2 separate regions of the Mus musculus genome follow, and region 1 is linked to region 2. The links are chromatin contacts, called in public ChIA-PET maps. All regions are on one chromosome and are shown on one strand. Each heading gives the region's core, a stretch centred on a gene start, on an enhancer-like site or on the middle of the called end of the contact. The rest is flanking DNA. Distances are from core to core; before and after follow the strand shown.

Evidence for each region. ChIA-PET counts read pairs in DNA pulled down with a chosen protein or histone mark.
Region 1: an RNA polymerase II ChIA-PET map of memory CD8 T cells shows a contact between it and region 2, with 28 read pairs. The contact joins two enhancer-like sites. A contact is called at or near these places in 1 of 484 Hi-C or Micro-C datasets (macrophages) and 3 of 115 datasets of contacts at active chromatin or transcription factors (the 230-238 cell line, large pre-B cells and memory CD8 T cells).

What each region holds. Positions count from the first base shown.
Region 1 is chr15:9,700,105-9,703,790 of GRCm38.p6, forward strand. The region is part of intron 10 of Spef2 (sperm flagellar 2); the gene reads right to left. Among named protein-coding and RNA genes, the nearest start is that of Spef2, 47 kb to the right of the region's middle. Within about 2 kb of position 2,022, at least 44 of the 459 cell types and tissues checked have an H3K27ac peak or open chromatin away from gene starts, as enhancers often do. A contact at or near this core is called in memory CD8 T cells, where this site is marked.
Region 2 is chr15:9,471,274-9,475,304 of GRCm38.p6, forward strand. No RefSeq gene overlaps it. Among named protein-coding and RNA genes, the nearest start is that of Capsl, 37 kb to the left of the region's middle. Within about 2 kb of position 1,713, at least 46 of the 459 cell types and tissues checked have an H3K27ac peak or open chromatin away from gene starts, as enhancers often do. A contact at or near this core is called in memory CD8 T cells, where this site is marked.

The DNA.
Region 1 (3,686 bases), core at 772-3,271, 230 kb after region 2:
AACAGAGAATTTTCAAATGATGAATTTTGAATGGCCAAGAAGCACCTAAAGAAATGTTCAACATCCTTAGTCATCAGGGAAATGATAATCAAAATGATCCTGAGGTCTACCCCAATCAGAATGGCCAAGATAAAAATCTCAGGCAACAGCAGATGCTGGCAAGGATGTGGAGAAAGAGGAACACTCCTCCTTTTTCAGTGAAATTGCAAGCTCGTACAACCACTTTGGAAATCATTCTGGAGGTTCCTCCAAAAATTGGAAACTTTTCTATCTGAAGGTCTAGCTATACCACTATTGGGCATATACCAGAAGATGCTCCAATATCTAACAAAGACATGTGCTTTACTATGTTCATAGCAGCCTAATTTATAATAACCAGAATCTGGAAACAACCCAGATGTCCCTCAATGGAAGAATGGATACAGAAAATGTGGTACATTTACACGATGGAGTACTACTCAGCTATTAAAAAGGATGACTTCATGGCTTTTGCAGACAAATGGATGGAACAAGAAAATATCATCCTGAGTGAGATAACCCAAACCCAGAAGGACATACATGGTATGAACTCACTGATAAGTGGATAGTAGCCTAAAACTCAGAATACCCACTGTACAACTCACAGACTATTTGAAGCTTAATAAGAAGGAAGGTCAAAGTGTGGGTGCTCCAATTTCACTTAGAAGGGGGAACAAAATAATCACAGGAGGCATGGGGAAGGAAGGGCCTGACTGAGGGCGGCAAGGAGGGAAAGGCAGAAGGTTGGGGGAGGGGAGGGAAGGAAGGATGATCATGTATGGGGAATTAAAACAGGAGAAAAGTCCAGAGGGTCAGGAGAATAAATAGAACTATGTATCAGGGGAGGGGCACAGACCACTAGAAAATCCCAGATGCCAGGGATGCAAGAGGCTCCCAAGACCCAATGGGGTTGACATTAGCTGAAATATCCAACAGTGGGGAGATAGAACCTTAACAGAACACCTCCAATAGATAGACATGGCCCCCAGTTGAAGGATGGGGCCATCTACTCATTTCAAAATCATTTACCCAGAATTGTTGCTGTCTAAAGGAAACACAGGGACAAAAAGTGGAGCAGAGACTGAAGGAAAGGCCATCCAGTGACTGCCCCACCTTGGGATCCATTCCATCTGCAGATACTAAACCCTAACACTATTGCTGGTGTCAAGAAGTACTTACAGAGAGAAGCCTGGTATAGCTGTCCTCTGAGAGGTTCTACCAGTACCTGACCAATACAGATACAGATACTCACAGCCAGCCATCGGACTGAGCACAGGAACCCCAGTGGAGGAGTTGGGGGAAGGACTGAAGGAACTGAAGAGGATACAACCCCATAGGAAGAACAACAATATCAACTAACTAGACCCCCCCCCAGAGCTCCCATGGACGAAACCCACCAACCAAACAGTAAACATGAGTGAGTCCATGGCTTCCATTACATCTGTAGCAAAGGATAGCCTTGTCTGGCATCAGTGGGAGGAGAGGAGCTTGGTCCTGTAGAGGATTGATGACCCCGTGAAGGGGGATGTTAGATGGTTGAGATGGGAGTGGGTGGGAGGGTGGGGGAGCACCCTCTTAGAGGCAAAGTGGAGGAGGGATGGAGTTTTCAAAAGGGAGACTGGGAAGGGGAACAATATTTGAAATGTAAATACATTAAATAATTAATAAAAAGAACCATACACATGCATAAGGAAATTGTAAGGGACTTTTTATTTCTAACAAACAAACAAACAAACAAACATCAATAACAACAAAACCAAGGGAAAACAGCAAACAAAACTCAGCAAAGATGCTGCACAAAAAGAAGTGCACTGGGCTGACAGTAACAAACTCCTAACAAAAGTCAACAATTTCCTGCCAAAGAAGTATGCCATGGGCCCCAGGATGTGGGTAAGACAAGTGTGTTCCTGTGGTAATCATTTCCCAAACAAGAAATATAGTTAGAAACACAGAGCTTGGTTCAGTTGTGGCCTAACAAGTCTCCTGATTTATGAGAAAAAGAACAGAGTACACTAAACTGTTTTGAGGAACAAGTACTGAGTTGTGAATCAGCTAAAGCTGTCAGATGGTTCAGCTTTAGTCAGACAGCAATGGTTTCTTAATTGATGATGGAAAGAAATAGCTTAACATAGTTTGATATTTATCAAAAACATCTTTTCTCACTGGACTTTACTATACACACACACACACACACACACACACACGCACACACACACACTAGTTGTGGTGAGGGTAGTATTCCACAGCCACAGTAAATAAAAATCTATATGTAGCTCTTAAGGTTTTAGTCAGTTAAAAAATAAATAATAATCCTATCAAGGATATAAATACACTGTCATTTCATTAGAACAAGATGGGCGTGGTGCGTGCCTTTAATCCCAGCACTTGGGAGGCAGAGGCAGGTGAATTTCTGAGTTCAAGGCCAGCCTGGTCTACAGAGTGAGCTCCAGGACAGCCAGGGCTACAGAGAGAAACCCTGTCTCGGAAAAACAAACAAACAAACAAACAAACAAACAAACACCTATAAGGTTGCAGACCCCTTTAGCTCCTCCATTGGGGGCACTGTGATCCATCCAATAGCTGACTGTGAGCATCCACTTCTGTGTTTGCTAGGCCCTGGCATAGCCTCACAAGAGACAGCTATATCTGGGTCCTTTCAGCAAAATCTTGGTAGTGTATGCAATGGTTTCAGCGTTTGGAGGCTGATCAGGGGATTGGGGGGAGGAGAAATGGGGGACTTTTGGGATAGTATTGGAAATGTAAAATGAAGAAAATACCTAATTAAAAAAAGGAAAAAAAAAACAAGCAACAAAACAAAACAACAAAAAAAAAGAAAGGAAGAAAGAAAGGAAGGAAGGAAGGAAGGAAGGAAGGAAGGAAGGAAAGAAGGAAGAAGGAAGGAAGGAAGGAAGGAAGGAAAGAAAGAAAGAAAGAAAGAAAGAAAGAAAGAAAGAAAGAAAGAAAGAAAGAAAGAAAGAAAGAGACAAGATGTACATTTGGTTCCCCATAAGCATGTATAGTTTTCTTAACTTTACTGCAGTCTTAAATTCCTTGGATATCTACACGTCAGTGTTGTTTTGCCCACTGCCCTGGTCATTGCCATGAACTCCTTTTATGTGTCCATCCTCATAATTAATGCCTATCATCTATTCAATGACTGTCAGTGATGCACTAATCCCCTTTCATTCATTCCTATTTTCATTGTGTATTTGCTAACCTAGAAGCTAGCGATACTTGAAACCATAAGTGTTCCCATTCTGCACTCCATGGCTGTACCATTTTACCCAGAATCTGCATTCAAGAACACTGCTTTTATATCTTCAATTCTATGGGTGAAATGAAGTGTGACGGGGAGAGTTGGGGGATAAAATTAGTATGTATTGCTTTAATCTAATGCATAGTCCATTGGGCTACATATTTAACCTTTACCATCTAAAATGAACTTAATAAAGACAAAATAAGTTCATCAACAGCATCAGCATCATTACTTCATAAATTGAGGTATCAAATGTCTCCAGTGCTTAGAGATTAGAGACCAGAGGTCTACAGTTAGTTGTGAATAAAGTCCACTGTTTAATCCCAAAGGTTTCTGAATAACTTTCTAACAGGGAGGTGGTATTTCCATTTCCTTAAAACATTAGTGATTTCTTTGTTCTGAACTCTTAATA
Region 2 (4,031 bases), core at 463-2,962:
TGTAATGTAATGACTCAAGGTGGCTTGCAGGTAAAAATATCTTGATAATTATTTACTGACCCTCATGCTCTTCTCTGGAGTGGGCATGGGGCAGTGAATTTGATGCTACCAGTGGCTTGTAAACCAAATTGACATCCAACAGTTAATAGATCAGAGACTGCGGGGAAGGAGGACAACCTAGCACTGAAATTCTCCTTTCCAACTCTCACATAGCCTTTCAGGTAGACAGCTGGAGCCCATCATATGGCACTGTGTGAGGGAATTACAAATTTTGACAGCCTGCCCAGACAATGCAAGCATATTGCACTGCATATCCTATTCATGGGGTTAGATAATGGATATATTCCTTCAGCTGCCTTGGCCATTGTAGATTGGACCATACAAGCAGGAAGTGGTCCCCACCTTCATGAATCTACCTACAGTTAGACTGTTATGTTGATATTTAATCAAGGAGTTAGCTAGTGTGTGGGTACTCTGCTTCTTCTGCTTGATAAAATTGTATTAGCATCCTGTGACTCACATATATTCTAGGTTTATGCAAATCTATTTTGAGCACAGAATACAAAATATATAGCTTCCAACTTTCCAAATTGTCCAACAAGCTTATTTTCTTAGAAACTATTATTATTTTAATTAAAATATCTATTAGATGAAGTAAAAAAAGTTTAGTCATAGGAATGCTTTGACTCAAAGGGAAAACAAAGATTTTGGAGGGGGCTTTTAAAATCAAGAGCTTCTCAAATATAGGAACAAGGTTTTAAATGTTAGAAATGCCATGGCTCAAAGTACAAACAAAAGCTTTAAGGATCTGCTGTATAATAGATTAGTTTGACAGATCATTTTCTCAGCATGATTTAACTTCTCCAAGTTGCTTAGATGAAAATTGTGTACTCAGGTTAGAGCTAGCCAAGTTCTTTTGTTCTAACAACAACAAAAAAAATCCCTCACCAAGTTAATGCCTCAAATTGTTTCTTCTAAACTAGATGACGGGTGGAATCTGTTGAAAGATATATAAGCAAATGATTGATGGTGCTTCTGAGAACATTGCTGTGAGAAGACATTCTCTCTGGTGTCTGGGTTGGTGCGGTGAGAGGCTGTGGTGAAGCAGCCCTTCCTCTCTGAGAATACAGCGGCCTTCTTGTTTAATTCTCACACCTGCTTTGCCAAAGCCAGTTTTTTTCTTCCCCTCAGAAAAATGTAATGGAAGTAAAACTCACTGAGAATGTAAACCACCCACAGGCAGCTGAGTTTCTGATATGGATCTCACATGTAGCAAAAGGTAAAGTACATCACAGGAAAAAAATCCTCAAAAGGTCATCGTTTTCTTTCTTTCTTTTCTTTTCTTTTTTTCTTTCTTTTCTTGTTTTCTTTTTTTTTTAATCACTCGTATTGGATTCTTCTCCTGATTCTTCAGAACAGAATTTACTGACCTTTTCACTTGGCACTCAGACACTGGTATTGATCTCATAGCATCTTTCTCTGGTGCTCTAAGATACCAGAGGCTGGTATCTTAGAAACGCACAGGCTGTGTGCAGAACTCATGATAAGTCTGAGGGAGACTCAGAACAGGAAGGGAACCTCACATGGAAAGAAGATGATGGATGGCAGAGTGGCTTGTTCCTTCCAGGGCTCACTTGGGTCTTGGCTCTTCTACACTGATGAGATGAAGTACATCACAAATATGGGGTATTATCTAATGCCATTCACTGCCTTACTAAGCCCAGGACATTCCCTTCGTTTCCAAGGGAACAGAGAAGGAAAGTACCATTCCACAGGTTTCCTACTTACTCATGCCTCAAAAGTCATTTAGCAGTATCATTCAAAATACATTTACTTAAGAGTGTCATTGAAGCTACAACATGCATGCAGTAAATCATGGGAACTTGAGCTTAACTAATCAGTTACTTAGAAAGTGTTTGAGTTGAAATTCACACTTATTTCTTATAAATTAAAACCCAAAACAAATGTTAAATAAATCAGTAATATAACAATACTTAGAAGGGCTGTGTCTTTCTATAGCCATATGTTTATGGGAGATATTTATTTGTATGTAAATATAATCTGTATACTAGTGGCAAAAATATTGCATATAGCTTTAAAACAGTGCCAAGCCAATAGTGACTTGTCATTTTATCACAGAACTGTCGCTCAAGCTATTTTCTCCACAGTGAGATGTTCTCATATGTAAATATTATCTTGACAGCAAACAGTTAAGTAGACATCAAATAAACACTGGTTTTGAAGCAGCATTCTGTTTGATAAATAAGAATATTGATGGTATTTATACTATACATGCTAAATATTTTATTTAAAATAAGGTGTGTTTCTAGTGGTAAGCTCTATGTATATGAGGTATCTACTTGTTATAATGAAAAAAAAAAAAAACCAACTGGGGCATCCTCTCGAGTAACCAGAAATTAAGATTTCTGTGAGCTATCAGTTTAGACATTTATAAAAGCACGTCATTTGGTACTTTCTGAGAGATTTTGCTTTAAGAAGTTCTGACTTAGCAGATTTTTTTTTTTAATTAAAGGTCTGAAACAGCAACTGCTTCAATAGAACAGAACATCTAACTCTGCCAGTAAATGACTTGCAAAGTGTGCTTTCTCTCACCAGCTAACATGTCACTTGCATCCTGAGGCTCTCTGGCTGTGCTTTTGTTTGTTGATAAAAATGTAATACTTTATTATAATGTAGGATACTTTACCTTAATGAACTGTATAGCAGTGAACAGGAATGTATATTGTTTAGGACTGGGCAAGTGTTTATTTTGGTGCATACCTTAATCTAGCTTTGTGGTGTTTTTATTGGTGACCCTATTACAGCAACGTGATTGTGCTTCAGAGATATTTATAAATATCATTGGTGTGATGCTTCTGTTACAGGTGATAACATTTAACTTGGAAAGTGGTGAGTCTTTTTAAAATGCATGACACAGTTACTCATAAAATTACCATTTTAACAGCCAAGGATAAGATATTATGACACAATTTGCTATTATTATTGCTTTCTATTCTTTCCACAGGGTCAGACTATGTTCACCTAGGAGGCTTACCAACTTCATCTCATTTTCAGCTTTGAGTTGCACTTCTACAACCAAGAAGGATAGAATAACTCTATTACTAGTACAAGGAGGCCAAGAACAAGGAGGGAAGAAGGGGAGGGAGGAAGGGAAGGAGGGAGGGAGGGAGGGAGGGAGGGAGGGAGGGAGGGAAACTAGATGCTAATTACTGTTCTTTGTTCTAAGTACAGTTACCTAGCACAGAAAGCTAGGGTTGATCTAATCATGAAAACACACATCTTGGCCAGACTGATAAGTTGGATCCTGCACCCTACATGGCAATTGTTTTGCATCTGTCTGTTGCCCATTGGGTAACATGCATCCTGTTTTCCAGAGTGCTCCCTTTCCTGTAAAATGCCCCTTCCTCAAGTTCTATCTCTACATCTGTTTGACCTCATTTATGCGATAAAATCTTTATCCTAAGGCTTAATCATATCATTTTATCCATAGAGTATTTATTCCAGGACTTACCCTAAGTAACAAAATTCTTAAATCCTCAAGTCCTTTATATGAAATGACATCATTTTTTTGCTCATAAGTTCCACTCATCTTGTACATATACAGTATGGACACAATGCTACTTACTTTAAATTCTTCCAATAAAAGTTAAATGAGTCCCTGAGGACAGAACCTGTGAGCACAGAGGATTGACTGTATTCATCATGATCACAAGTAGGCAGCATATATTCTAGAGCAGGATTACCTCATTGGACTTGCGTAGTGACAGAACTGATCTGATCTGTGTTTCCCAGCATATCAATTGCTGGCTACATGGAGCTGGTGAACAGAGGGAGTATGGTCAGTGCCCCAAGACATGCGGTGTTTGATTAGACTTCATCTTAATTAGTGTAAATTCAAATCCCCGTATGTGGTCAATGGCTACCTTATTGTGTGACTTGGAGAGATCTAGAGATCAATAGTGATGCCCTGAGGAAGAAGTTTATACAACTGAGATGCAGGTGAGTCTTTG